Linked DNA regions of Zea mays: region 2 is linked to region 1. The links are chromatin contacts, called in public Hi-C maps. All regions are on one chromosome and are shown on one strand. The core of a region is the stretch at or near the end of the contact, and the rest is flanking DNA. Distances in the headings are between cores, read along the strand shown.

What was found. A called contact is a pair of places that touch in the nucleus more often than the background predicts.
Region 2: a contact with region 1 is called in a Hi-C map of tassel, with 3 times the contacts expected there. The contact joins the promoter of LOC103649231 here to the enhancer-like site in region 1. A contact is called at or near these places in 2 of 25 Hi-C or Micro-C datasets (ear and tassel).

The regions. Positions count from the first base shown.
Region 1 is chr2:205,583,490-205,589,867 of Zm-B73-REFERENCE-NAM-5.0, reverse strand. No RefSeq gene overlaps it. Among protein-coding and RNA genes, the nearest start is that of LOC100304238, 26 kb to the right of the region's middle. Within about 2 kb of position 3,812, at least 17 of the 20 cell types and tissues checked have an H3K27ac peak or open chromatin away from gene starts, as enhancers often do. A contact at or near this core is called in ear and tassel, where this site is marked.
Region 2 is chr2:205,744,240-205,750,617 of Zm-B73-REFERENCE-NAM-5.0, reverse strand. LOC103649231 (protein GRIP) reads right to left here and starts at 3,734. Exons shown (of 21, transcript XM_020548559.3): 1 at 2,804-3,734; 2 at 268-383. The coding sequence starts at 3,206.

The sequences.
Region 1 (6,378 bases), core at 2,563-5,062:
TTTGGTGTCTTTTGGAATTGCAACATATCTCGGATGATGACAATACACAAACTATTCAGGTGGACATTCAAAACTTGATCACTGAGTTTGCTTCACTCTTTGATAAACCAACAGGGCTGCCTCTCGCTCGCTCCCACTGTCATTCCATACCTTTAGTGCCAGGGGCTACATCTTTTCGTCTGCGTCCTTATAGATATAACCCAGCACAAAAAGATGAGATTGAACGTCAAGTTAAAGAACTCCTTCAGAATGGTATGATTCAGCCTAGCAGTAGTCCCTTCGCCTCTCCTGTTATTTTAGCTCGCAAGAAAACTGGAGATTGGCGACTTTGTGTGGATTACCGTCGTCTGAATGCTTTGACAGTGAAGAACAAATACCCTCTGCCCATTATTGATGAATTATTGGATGAGTTACAGGGTGCAATGTGGTTTACAAGCTTAGATTTGAGCTCTGGATACCACCAAATTCAAATGGAACCTTTGGATATTCCCAAAACTGCCTTTCAGACACATAATGGTCACTATGAGTATCGGGTTATGCCATATGGAGTGACTGGTGGCCCTGCGACTTTCCAGCTTACGATGAATTCCATACTTGCTCCTTTGCTTCGGAAATGTGTAGTGGTTTTTATCGATGATATATTGGTTTATAGCACCAATTGGCGGGATCATTTGGAACATATTCGCGTTGTCTTTAATATCTTGGACAAGCACCAGTTCAAAGTAAATCTATCAAAATGTTAATTTGCTCAAACCAGCCTGCATTACCTCGGTCACATAATCAGTCAAGAAGGTGTGGCCACTGACCCGGAGAAAATATCAGCAGTTAAATCTTGGCCTACATCTCGTTCAGTCAAGGACATTCGAAGTTTTTTGGGACTTGCCGGATACTATCATAAATTTGTAAAAAACTTTGGCATTATGAGTCGCCCTCTCACCTCTCTCCTAAAAAAAGGCCAATTGTTTGTTTGGACCGAGGACCATGATCAGGCTTTTCAAGCTCTGAAAACCGCTTTAGTCTCGGCTCCTGTGCTTGCCCTGCCGGATTTCGCTAAAACATTTGAGATTGAAACTGACGCTTGCGATTCAGGCATTGGGGCTGTTCTCCACCAAGCTGGCCACCCTATCGCTTTTGTTAGCAAGACATTGGGTCCTAGACATCAAACCTTATCAACATATGAAAAGGAATGTCTAGCAATTCTCATGGCTGTTGATCACTGGCGATCTTACTTGATTTGTGGACAGTTTGTGATACACACTGATCAGAAAGTCTTACCCATCTTGATGACCAAAGACTAACAACACCATGGCAGCAAAAAGCTTTGACTAAACTGCTTGGTTTGCAGTACAAAATTTGCTACAAGCAAGGTACCTCGAATCGAGTAGCAGATGCCTTGTCTAGACTCTCAAGTGAGCAGATGTTGGCCTTATCAGTGATACAACAGTCGTGGCTTCAGGATTTAGCAGATAAATATAGTTCTTATCCTGATACCGCACCAATTCTCCAGGCCTTGTCCCTAAAATCTCCTTCTGGCCCTTACCAGATTACACAAGGCATTATTCGATATCACAGCAGAATCTTGGTTCCAGCAACATCTGAATTCCCTCTCAAAATTTTCACTGCACTCCATGCTGCTCCAATTGGTGGGCATTCTGGTTTCTTGGTCACGTACCATAAGATCAAAAAGCAGTTTGTTTGGCGAGGCATGAAAAAGATGATCGCTACTTGGTGCAGCCACTGTTCAATCTATCAACAGGCTAAACCAGAAAGAGTAAAATACCTAGGCTTATTACAACCAATCCAAGTTCCTGCAGCCGCATGGCAAGTTATCTCCATGGATTTTATCGAAGGCCTACCCACATCTGATAAGTATAATTGCATTATGGTTGTCGTCGACAAATTTTCGAAGTACAACCATTTTGTTCCACTTCGTCATCCGTTCACTGCCCTGAAGGTAGCTACTCAATTCATGGACCATGTTTTTAAACTTCATGGATTTCCTCAGGCCATTATAACTGACAGAGACCGGCTGTTCACAAGTGCCTTTTGGAAAGAACTATTCAAGCTTGCTGGTGTGGATCTTAGGATGACTACAGCTTATCACCCTCAATCGGATGGTCAAACAAAACGTGTGAACCAATGTTTGGAAACGTACCTCTGTTGCTTCATCCAAGCTTGCCCAACGAAATGGAAAAAGTGGTTATCCTTAGCGGAATACTAGTATAACACCAGTTACCATTCCTCTCTTCAAAGAACACCTTTTGAAGTGCTCTATGGCCATATTCCGCGGCAGCTGGGCATTGACCTCCCTGGGCAATGTGATGTTCCTTCACTGACTGATTGGCTGCATGAAAGAAAGCTGATGCTTCAACTGGTTCAGCAGCAACTCATCAGAGCTCAACAGCGGCAAAAACATCAGGCCGATAAACTACGTTCCGAAAGAGTATTCCAAGTTGGCGATTGGGTCTATTTGAAATTGCAACCTTACGTCCAATCTTCCTTGGTGAAACGCGCCAACCACAAGCTTGCATTTAAGTTTTTCGGTCCTTTCCAAATCGTGGCACGCATTGGACATGTTGCTTATAAATTGCAATTGCCAGCTACATCTGCTATACATCATGTGTTCCATGTCTCCTTGCTCAAGAAAGCAGTGGGCTCTACTGATCAGGTTAGCTCTATTTTACCTTCCATTTCAGACTCCTTACAATGGCCAGAGCAGATTTTGCAGCGTCGAGTCGTCCACACCTCCTTCGGCGATGTTCCACAAGTGCTCATCAAGTGGTCTGCATGGCCCGAAGAACTCGTTACATGGGAAGATGAACCAGTGGTTAAGCAACGTTTTCCTGAAGCTGAGGCTTGGGGACAAGCCTCCACTCAAGGAGGGGAGAATGTCAGGACCATGGCGTCAAGCAAACAACAGATGAAGGAGAAGCGAGTCGTGCGGCCCAACAGCCGTGTTTTTGGGCCAGATTGGACCCAGTAGGCTTCCTGCCTTGTATTGTTTCTGTTCACCTGTTGGTCGCTATCGTATTAATAAGGGAGACTGAACCGTATGCAAGAGGGGGAGGAGGAAAGGACGGAAGTGCTAGGAGCGAACGGCGGCTGTGCCGACCGGTACTGGCTTGAACTCCTGTAAACCCCAACTCTGGATATAGTGAATACTTCGTGAGAGGTGGAGGTGGAGAGCACCGGGGAGCGGTGCTCGCGATCTCAAATTCTGGTGTTGGTACGTTACACGCGCAGAGAGCTTCGGCGGCTGGGAGCTGAAGGAGGAGCGGGCAGCAGGAGCGCGGCACCAGAGAGAGAGAGAACTCGGCTGGGTCGCGATGGAGCTGGAGCTTGAGGGAGAAGACCCGGGCGTGCAGAAGCTCGCGCGCAGGAAGCACGCGGATGCGTGGGCGTGTAACATAGGGGAAATCAAGCAGGGCGCACGGCGGTTGGGGGCTGGGGCGAGTTCGGAAGAACGGCTGGTGAGCGAGCTGGGGGAGGAAGAGCAGGGAACGGCCATGGATGGAGCAAGACGCGAGAGGGAGAGAGAAGCAGGGAGGAGCGGCTGGTGTAGGAGGCTGCTCCGGCTGGGCGCGAGCGAGCAGAGATGCTGCGACCAGGAGCAACGGCGAGGGAGGAGCAGAGAAGAAGACGCGGCCAGCACGAAGCAGGGGCGCCGTGGGAGCTTGGCGACCGAGCGAGCAGAGGCGCGGCCGAATAGGGAGCTCCGGCGAGCAAGAGAGATGGAGCAGAGGAAATGGGCGCGGTGGAGAACTGGAGAAGACAGAGGCTGGCAGCGGGATTTTTATCCCAGAATTGAGCGGCGTAGGGATGAGCTTCGCGAGAAAAAAAAATCAAAAGCGCTGGAAAAGATCGGAGGAGTGAGCGGCGTGAGACGATCTGCAACGGTTATCTCTAAATTTTTCCCTCTATATAAATTTTTTACGTCACATCATCAATATTTCATCCTCTACTTTTTCATCTCCCGTAGCGGTTCCCTCTATATTTTCTTTCTATACCCACTTGTCGGCGTTTCGAGACCGGGGGTCCCTAAGCCGACGAGTGAATGTTGCCGCGTGCCCCAGCCCAGATGTGTCGACGCGAGGCCGAGCGCGAAGGGGAAGCGAAGTGGCCGGAGACAGGCGTGAGAGAGGTGGAAATCCCGCGGCCTTCGTGTTCGTCCCGCGCCCAGGTCGGGTGCGCTTGCAGTAGGGGATTACAAGCGTCCACGCGGGAGAGGGAGCGAGCGGCTTCAAGCGAGCGCGTGTCTCGTCCTCGTCCCCGCGCGGCCCACCCTCTCTAAGAGGGCCCCGGTCCTTCCTTTTATAGGCGTAAGGAGAGGATCCAGGTGTACAATGGGGGCGTAGCAGAGTGCTACGTGTCTAGCGGAGGAGAACTAGCGCCCTAAGTACATGTCGTTGTGGCAGCCGGAGAGATTTTGGCACCCAGCTGGTGTGATGTCGTGGCCGTCGGAGGAGTGCCGGAGCCTGGCGGAGGGACAGCTGTCGGAGCCGTTGAGTCCTTGCTGACGTCCTCTTGCTTCCGTAAGGGGGCTGAGAGCCGCCGTCGTCACAGAGTATGCGGGGCGCCATCATTGCCTATCTGGCGGAGCGAGCCAGATGGGACGCCGGTCTTGTTCTCGTGGCCTGAGTCAGCTCGGGGTAGGGTGATGATGGCGCCTCCTGTTGACGTGACGGGTCTGCGCCCTAGGTTGGGTGATGTGTAAGCTCCTCCGAAGCCGAGGTCGAGTCTATCTTCCGTGGCCGAGGTCGAGTCCGAGCCCCTGGGTCGGGTGAGGCGGAGACCAACGGCTGAGGCCGGGGCGGAGTCCGAGCCCCGGGGGTCGGGCGGAGCGGAGTTCGTCGTCTTCTGGGGCTGAGCCCAAGTCCGAGCCCTGGGTTGGGCGGAGCGGAGTTCGCCGTCTTCTGGGGCTGAGCCCAAGTCCGAGCCCTGGGTCGGGCGGAGCGGAGTTCGCCGTCTTCCGGGGCTTAGCCCGAGTCCGAGCCCTGGGTTGGGCGGAGCGGAGTTCGCCGTCTTCTGGGGCTTAGCCCGAGTCCGAGCCCTGGGTCGGGCGGAGCGGAGTTCGCCGTCTTCCGGGGCTTAGCCCGAGTCCGAGCCCTGGGTCGGGCGGAGCGGAGTTTCCTATGGTGCCTGCGACCGAGCCTGACTACCTGTCAGCCTCACTCTGTCAAGTGGCACCGCAGTCGGAGCGGCGCAGGCGGCGCTGTTTTTCTGTCAGACCGGTCAGTGGAGCGGCGAAGTGACGGCGGTCACTTCGGCTCTGTCGGCTGAGGGGCGCGCGTCAGGATAAAGGTGTCAGGCCACCTTTGCATTAAATGTTCCTGCGATTTGGTCGGTTGGTGCGGCGATTTGGTCAGGGTTGCTTCTTGGCGAAGACAGGGCCTCGGGCGAGCCAGAAATATGTTCGCCGCTGGAGGGGGGCCTCGGGCGAGACGGAGATCCTCCGGGGTCGGCTGCCCTTGTCCGAGGCTAGGCTCGGGCGAGGCGCGATCGAGTCCCTCGAATGGACTGATCCCTGACCTAATCGCACCCATCAGGCCTTTGCAGCTTTATGCTGATGGGGGTTACCAGCTGAGAATTAGGAGCCTTGAGGGTACCCCTAATTATGATCCCCGACAGTAGCCCCCGAGCCTCGAAGGGAGTGTTAGCACTCGCTTGGAGGCTTTCGTCGCACTTTTTTGCAAGGGGGACCAGCCTTCCTCGGTTGCGTTTTGTTCCGGCGGGTGCGCGCGAGCGCACCCGCCGGGTGTAGCCCCCGAGGCCTCGGAGGAGTGGTTTGACTCCTCCGAGGTCTTAATGCCCCGCGTAATGCTTCGACTGGTCTGGTTGTTCCCTCATGCGAGCTGGCCGTAGCCCGGGTGTACGGTCGGGTCCCAAGTTCTCGGGCTGGTATGTTGACGCTGTCAACGGTGTGGCCGGAGCCGGGTTTCCGAGAGCAGCCCCCGAGCCTCTGCACAGGGCGAGAGGGCGATCAGGGACAGACTCGACTTTTTTACATACGCCCCTGCGTCGCCTTTCCGCAAGGAGGAGGGGGGAAAGCGCCATGTTGCCCTCGGTGGGCGCCGAACATGGTGTCTCCGGTGAGCTGCAGGCGGGTAATCCGAGTGGACGTCCGTGCCCCATTCGTTAGGGGTCGGCTAGAGGCCCAGAGGCACGCCCAAAAGTACCTGCGGGTGATCTGCCGGACCCGGTCCCCTGGCGACGGGGTCCGAGGGCTCGATGCCTCCCTCTGATGGGATTCCGTTACAAGATCGTTCCCGCTGGTCTCGGAAATGTCCTAGGGTACCTTGGGAGCGCAGCCCGAGCCTTGGTTATGTATCGAACGTACCCATGGTCATCCCTCGCTCTGTGTCCGGGGCGACTGTGAAC
Region 2 (6,378 bases), core at 2,485-4,984, 160 kb before region 1:
ACTAAAGTTCATGTTCTTGTTTCAATAATTCAGTATATGATGACAATGCTATTTGACATTCACGAAACATGACAAACAGGCAGCAAAGAGTCGATTACACCACAACAATCGTTGAATCAAATTGTATTAGTTCATGCTCAAGCTAATGTGCACATAGGACAGCAGAAATTTCCCTATTTAGGGAGATACTGGGGTAGTGAAGTAAAGGATCTATTATTGTCAAGCTAATGTGGATATAGGACAGACAAAATATTGGTTACTTGTTACCTTTTGTATATCTTGTATACGTTGTTTTGCACGCTTGAGAAGCCTCTGAAGCTTGGTTTCCAGCTCAAGATATTTGTCATCGCGTTCTTTTAGTTCCTTTTCCATTTTTTGTTCAGCTACATGCATGGAACTAATGATGAATTAGATTCTGAAACAAAAAAAGTAGCAGCAAGAACTAGGTTGTGTTACAGATAAAAATGATATAGCAAGGTGTAATATGATAAAGCTAAGATACAGCAAATCCAAAATAAAATTCAGAAGTTTATCCTCTTCAATAACTAAATGGCACTTTAGAAGTTATTGCATTGTACCACTATCCGTTGGCAAATCTAGGTAGAACGAAGCACAAGAAAACTGCAAAATGATAATGTATTCACAGTCATCTTACAATTACAACTTTCTCAGTTTTAAACCCTTTTAGAAAATAATCAACATGCAGAAGAGTTGTAATGAACTACAGAACATGACCATCTTTTCCTTGCACATGCCCAGAGGGCTCCATCTTCTCTATCGCGCACACATTAGCATGTGATTGGCTCAAAATATAACAATACATACATAGTCCATGAGTCATAGCACAGAAGCTTAATTGTTAATCCATTATGCAATTGCAGTCATTGTAATCATGGCAGTCATTGCAGGTCAACTTTGATGCCCTGATGTCTCCCTCTTCTCTATCACGCAAACATTAGCATGTGATTGGATCAAAATTATAATAATACATTCATAGTCCATGAATCATACCACAGAAGCTTAACCTTAATCTATTATGCAATTGCAATCATTAAAATCATGGTAGACTAGTACAATGTCCGTACGTTGTAACAACACACAAGAACAAATATTACATTTTATATTAGTCAAAAGGGCTAGAAAGGTATGAGTTGAAAAGGAGTCCGACACGCCTTTTTATAGCTCGCTTAGTCGCTCCGTCGCTCATCCTCCTTCAGCTAGCGAGGTGATACTATGTGAGAGCGTTGCGCTACGTGTAGCTTCCTGTCGTGTTAGGCTTGGGTGGTTCCTCAGGGCCCATCTGTGGGGTAGGGGCTTGGGTGGTTTTCACTGCCTATCTATGGGATAACGGTCCACTGGTAAGGGAGGGGAATAGACCTACGCACTTCTCGCGTGACGACTGTCGAACACTGTTTTTAAGGCGTCGCCTAGGCGACGCCTAGGCGTCCGGGCGGTGGTCTGACGCCTAGGCGCCTTGCCCGCCTACCTCGCCTAGGCGTCGCCTAGGCGCCTAGGCGTTGGTCCAACGCCTTGGAGCGCCTTACCGCTTTAAAAACCATGCTGTCGAAACTGGTGCATTATAGTTGTAAGATATTAAAGATCGACATTGATTTTATTCTAGACTAGAAAAGTAAAAGTAACTTTTAATCCCTTAATCAGCTACACAGAAAAGGATCCTATGTGACTATTACAAACAACCATTTTTTGCTGCAGGAGCCAAACAGCACCTCTCCAGTGTCATAAGCTAACTAGCTTGCAGCTGCAGACCAAAGGGCAGCTGAGCAGGCCCATTGAGACATCCAGAGCACCTTCTTAAACATTTAAGAATTTACTGCGTTTCCATAAAAACAACAGGTTCAAGCAATTTGGGGTAGGGACTGAGGTTTTATAGGTGGTTAGAAAAATCAACAACCTTAGTAATTTTACAAGAACAAATAAGCTCTGTGATCACAGTTCTATCTAGTATATGTTATGGTATGGTACATGGTGTATGCCCACCCTATTGATGAGAAATTTCTGAGTATAGCAAGAGATGCAACGGACCAGAGGAAGATATAGCAGATAGCACAGAAAGTATTTATATTTGACATCCTTCATTGCAGAAATCTCTAAGACAGTAGAGAGCAGATTGAGCTTACCTTACTATGTTACTAAATATGCTACAGCCAACATTATCAGTAAAAATGGTCCGCCAATTCCAGGTAAATAAGATTTCTCAACTTTTATGTTAAACCTTTTTGACCTGTGTGTTTCTGTCAATAGAGGCATCCTGTTGGGGTATCTGCTTCATTGTTACTTTTGTCGTGAATAACTTATCAGTGTATTTTGATCTGAGAAACATCATGCCCATCAGTTCTTACTGGACCCACTCCCCAAAACTAATAAATACAACTTTCTAAAACCAATAATATCCTAGCCATTGCGATTGGTGTGGATATTCTAACAGCCTATACTTCATAATCCCAAGCATACATTAGGAAGAAAAGCTATTCCAATAATATGGAATAACTGACAAGCTCAATAGCAAATCCACTGCCTACAACCATGATGGATGATTCAAATTGTTGGCATGACATGTATTTAACTGACATGCAATGAAGTTGCGCCCTTGCCGATAAATGCAGGGAAAAATTCGGTTGTTAGTTGGGTTTTTGGCTTTTCGCTGACAACACGCAAGGACAGGCTCTTACTCGCAATGTGGCAAACTAGTAAGGAAAGTAGGGACAAAACACAACAATAAGCTTAGCAAAAGTACGAGAGTCGTTCCAGCTTCACCAGTGGTCGGTGCCCGACTACAATTCACCTTGTGCCAGCTTGGCCGTAAGCTCCTGCACCTTGCCGTCAGCCTCAGCATAGGCCACGTTGACGTGCTCCAGGGCCTTCTCCGTGGCCTCCCGCGTCAGCCGCTGTTCCTGCACCTCCCTGCTCATCCTCTCCACCTGCTCCTTCCAGCCCCTCACAAGCCCGGGGACCTCGTCCGCGTCACCCGCCGGGCGGACGCCAGCAATCTGGGACCTAAGGTACTCGTTCTGGAGGCCGAGCTCCATGACCTCCCGCGCGAGCTCCTCCTCCTCGTGGGCCCGCTCGGCCGCCTCGCCCCCGCTAGCTAGGCTGTCCTCCCCCGCCGCCACTTCCAACACCGGCGGCGGAGTTGTCTCCGCATCACCTTGGCTCGGCGCCGGTGGGGTGGTGTCCTCGGGATCCATCTGGCCGAGCCGGATCCAAATCTGCTCCGCTCGAGGGAATTCGACCGGGAGTGCGTGCGTCCGATTTGGGCACGAGGCGTGATGATATTATGGTTTACCAGGGCAAGGAAACTCGGATCTCGGGGACCTCAGTGAAGGCGGAGGGGTAGGAGAAAATTGGGGGCGGTCGCCGTCGGTGGAAGAGGAGAAGAGGGTGAGACGACGAGCTGGATCCCGGCCGTGCCACACGGCCACCTGTAGCTGACAGTTGTGCCCTACAATCAAGCGGTATTGTGGCAGTAGCGTCTAGCGCGGGGTACTGGAACGTATGTAAGTGCAACGACGACTGATATGCAACCAAGTAAGGGCTTGTTCGGTTATTCCTATCCCATGTGGATTGGATGGGATTGGAAAAAATTGTGAAAGATTTTGACTTGTTTGGGATTGAAACCCATCCAATTCCACCCAATCCACATGGATTGAGAGCAAAACGAACAAGCCCTAATAGGTGCAAATGTACAAGCTGATATTTTCATATGTTAAATCTAGAACTAAGGGTATGTTATATTTAGCACTTAAACTCTTTTACCACTACCTGAAATAGCTTTATAAAAAAACCTAACAAACTACAATTATATGTATCGTTAGATTCAGATCTAACAGACCAAAAAATCTGCTTGCACGTTTGTACCTAGTATCTGTTTACATATTAGTCGTTGTCTTATCTAAGATCATCTACAATAGCTCTAGACTATCTCCTCGGGCGACTTATTTATCTTATAAATATAATCAAATTCTACTACTCGTATAGTGTAATCTATAGTTTAGAGTAATGTTTTTTAAATTATGAGTAGACTACTTTAGACGGTTTAATATCCCTAATTCCAAAACATATTTTAGGAGAAATTAGAAAAATTAACTTCAAACAAAATTCTCTATATACCCTCCCTATCTTTTCACGTGCGGAGAATGCATCTATCTCGATTGATACGCCTGCTGATCTTCTTCCAATCCCCTCGTTTTTCATGTTTACCGCTGCAAAATTCATCACCCACATTGTTCGTGTGTCCGTCTTGGTGTTTGCACGTCCGTGATCTAGAAGTCGCACAGCATACGCATGCGTTTGTACAGTCTAATAGAGAAGATATTTGTCTGATATCCGATTGGACGAAATCGAATATGGATACATTTTTTTTGACTCAGTTTAAATCCGTATTCGATCCAAAATTTAGCGGGCACGGATTAGTATATTATCTACCACCTACGGATTATTCGTTGATATTCGAAATCGACTCATAGTTTTTTTTACTTAGTCCATATTATATAGCAAATAGTAAACCCTAACTTCATGAACCTCACGTCTAAGTGTCTAACGCTCATAATTCTCCACCATTGGTTGTCCTTTCTAGCCTTGCTGGTGTTGACACCTTTTTGGAGGCGCCAATCACTTTAAAAGAACCAGCGGCGGTGCTCTCTGGTCAGGCGCGGACGGTCCGCGGCACAGGGCCGGACGGTCCGCGACCTGGCGTGAGGCGGCGGTGCTCTCTGGTCAGGCGCGGACGGTCCGCGGCACAGGGCCGGACGGTTCGCGACCTGGTGCAGGAGCTCGGGTTCCCTGCCTGACGGCCGGACGGTCCGCGCGTGCGCAGGGGCGGAGGAAGATCGCCGGCGGCGCCTGGATCTCGCTCCCGGGAGGGACCCCGTTGGGGAGGAGAGATCCTAGGAGTTGTCTAGGCTCGGGCAGGCCGACCTAGACTCCTCTAATCGACGTAGAGTCGAGGAGAGGCAGAGAATTTGGGGATCGAGAGGCTAAACCTAAACTAGACTAGAACTACTCCTAGGATAAAATGTGAAATAGAAGTGTTTGATTCGATTGATGATGATTAATCGGACGTAGACCTCTCTTTTTATATAGGAGGGGAGCTGGACCCTTTACACGACTGGATTCCGAGCTAATTCCGCAAATCTAGCCAACAAACATAGCACAAAACTCGGAACCCTAAACTGCTCTGCGCATGCGCGGACCGTCCGGCCCACAGGCGCGGACTGTCCGGACCGCGGACCGTCCGGCCTCAGGGCCGGACCGTCCGCCAGGCTCAAAACGGTGCTCAACATATGCCCCCTGCCTTTTGGTGGAGCTGAGCAAACCAAAAGCAACTAACTCGATGTGATTACATCGGTTCTCTTAGGCATCTTGCCACATACTAGGATGGTACTGTTTGAGGAAACGCTCATTCAAAGCCTTAGGCAAATCCTTGCCTTGTAATGTTTGTAGTAAATAGGTGTTGCCAGACATCACCTGTTTTACTTTATAAGGACACTCCCAGCTTGGCGACCATTTCCCGAACTTCCGATCTTTACTCCTTAGAGGCAGAATAGTCTTCCACACCAGGTCCCCTACTTGAAATGATTTTGCTTTGACCTTCTTGTTGTAGGCCCTGGCTACCATGATCTTGTCCTTTTCTATTGCTCCCAAAGCTATCATCCTCTTGTCGGTCACATCATCAATATTATCCATCACTAAATTATAATAATCAGTAGCAGTTAGATCATTTTGTCTGGCGAACCTGACAGCATTCAAACTTATTTCCACAGGCAACACTGCTTCATGCCCATAGACAAGCTCAAAAGGAGACACTTTAGTAGCCCTATGTTTAGATATCCTATGAGCCTATAAAGCTTCAGACAAAATCTTATGTCAATGTTTAGGATTATCAGATATCTTCTTTTTTATCAAATTAATCAATGTCCTATTACTAGACTCGGCTTGTCCATTGGCCTGAGCATAATATGGAGATGAATTAAGCAGCTTAATTCTGTATAATTCAGCAAATTCACGTACCTCCTTTGACATAAAAGAAGTACCTTGATCTGTAGTCAATGTCTGGGGAATGCCGAATCTATGAATAATATGCTCAGTTATATGAACTCAATTACCTCCTTGTGCGTCATGTTCTTTAGAGCAACGGCTTCAGTCCATTTGGTGAAATAGTCAGTGGCAACTAACACAAACTGATGCCCCTTTGATGATGAAGGATGAATTTCTCCAATAAAGTTTAATCCCCATCCTCTGAACGGCCAAGGCTTGATGATAGGATGTAATTCGGCTGCAGGGACCAACTGTAGGTCGCCGAATTTTTGACACACTTGGCAACCCTTGTAGTACTTGAAACAATCAGCTATCATACTAGGC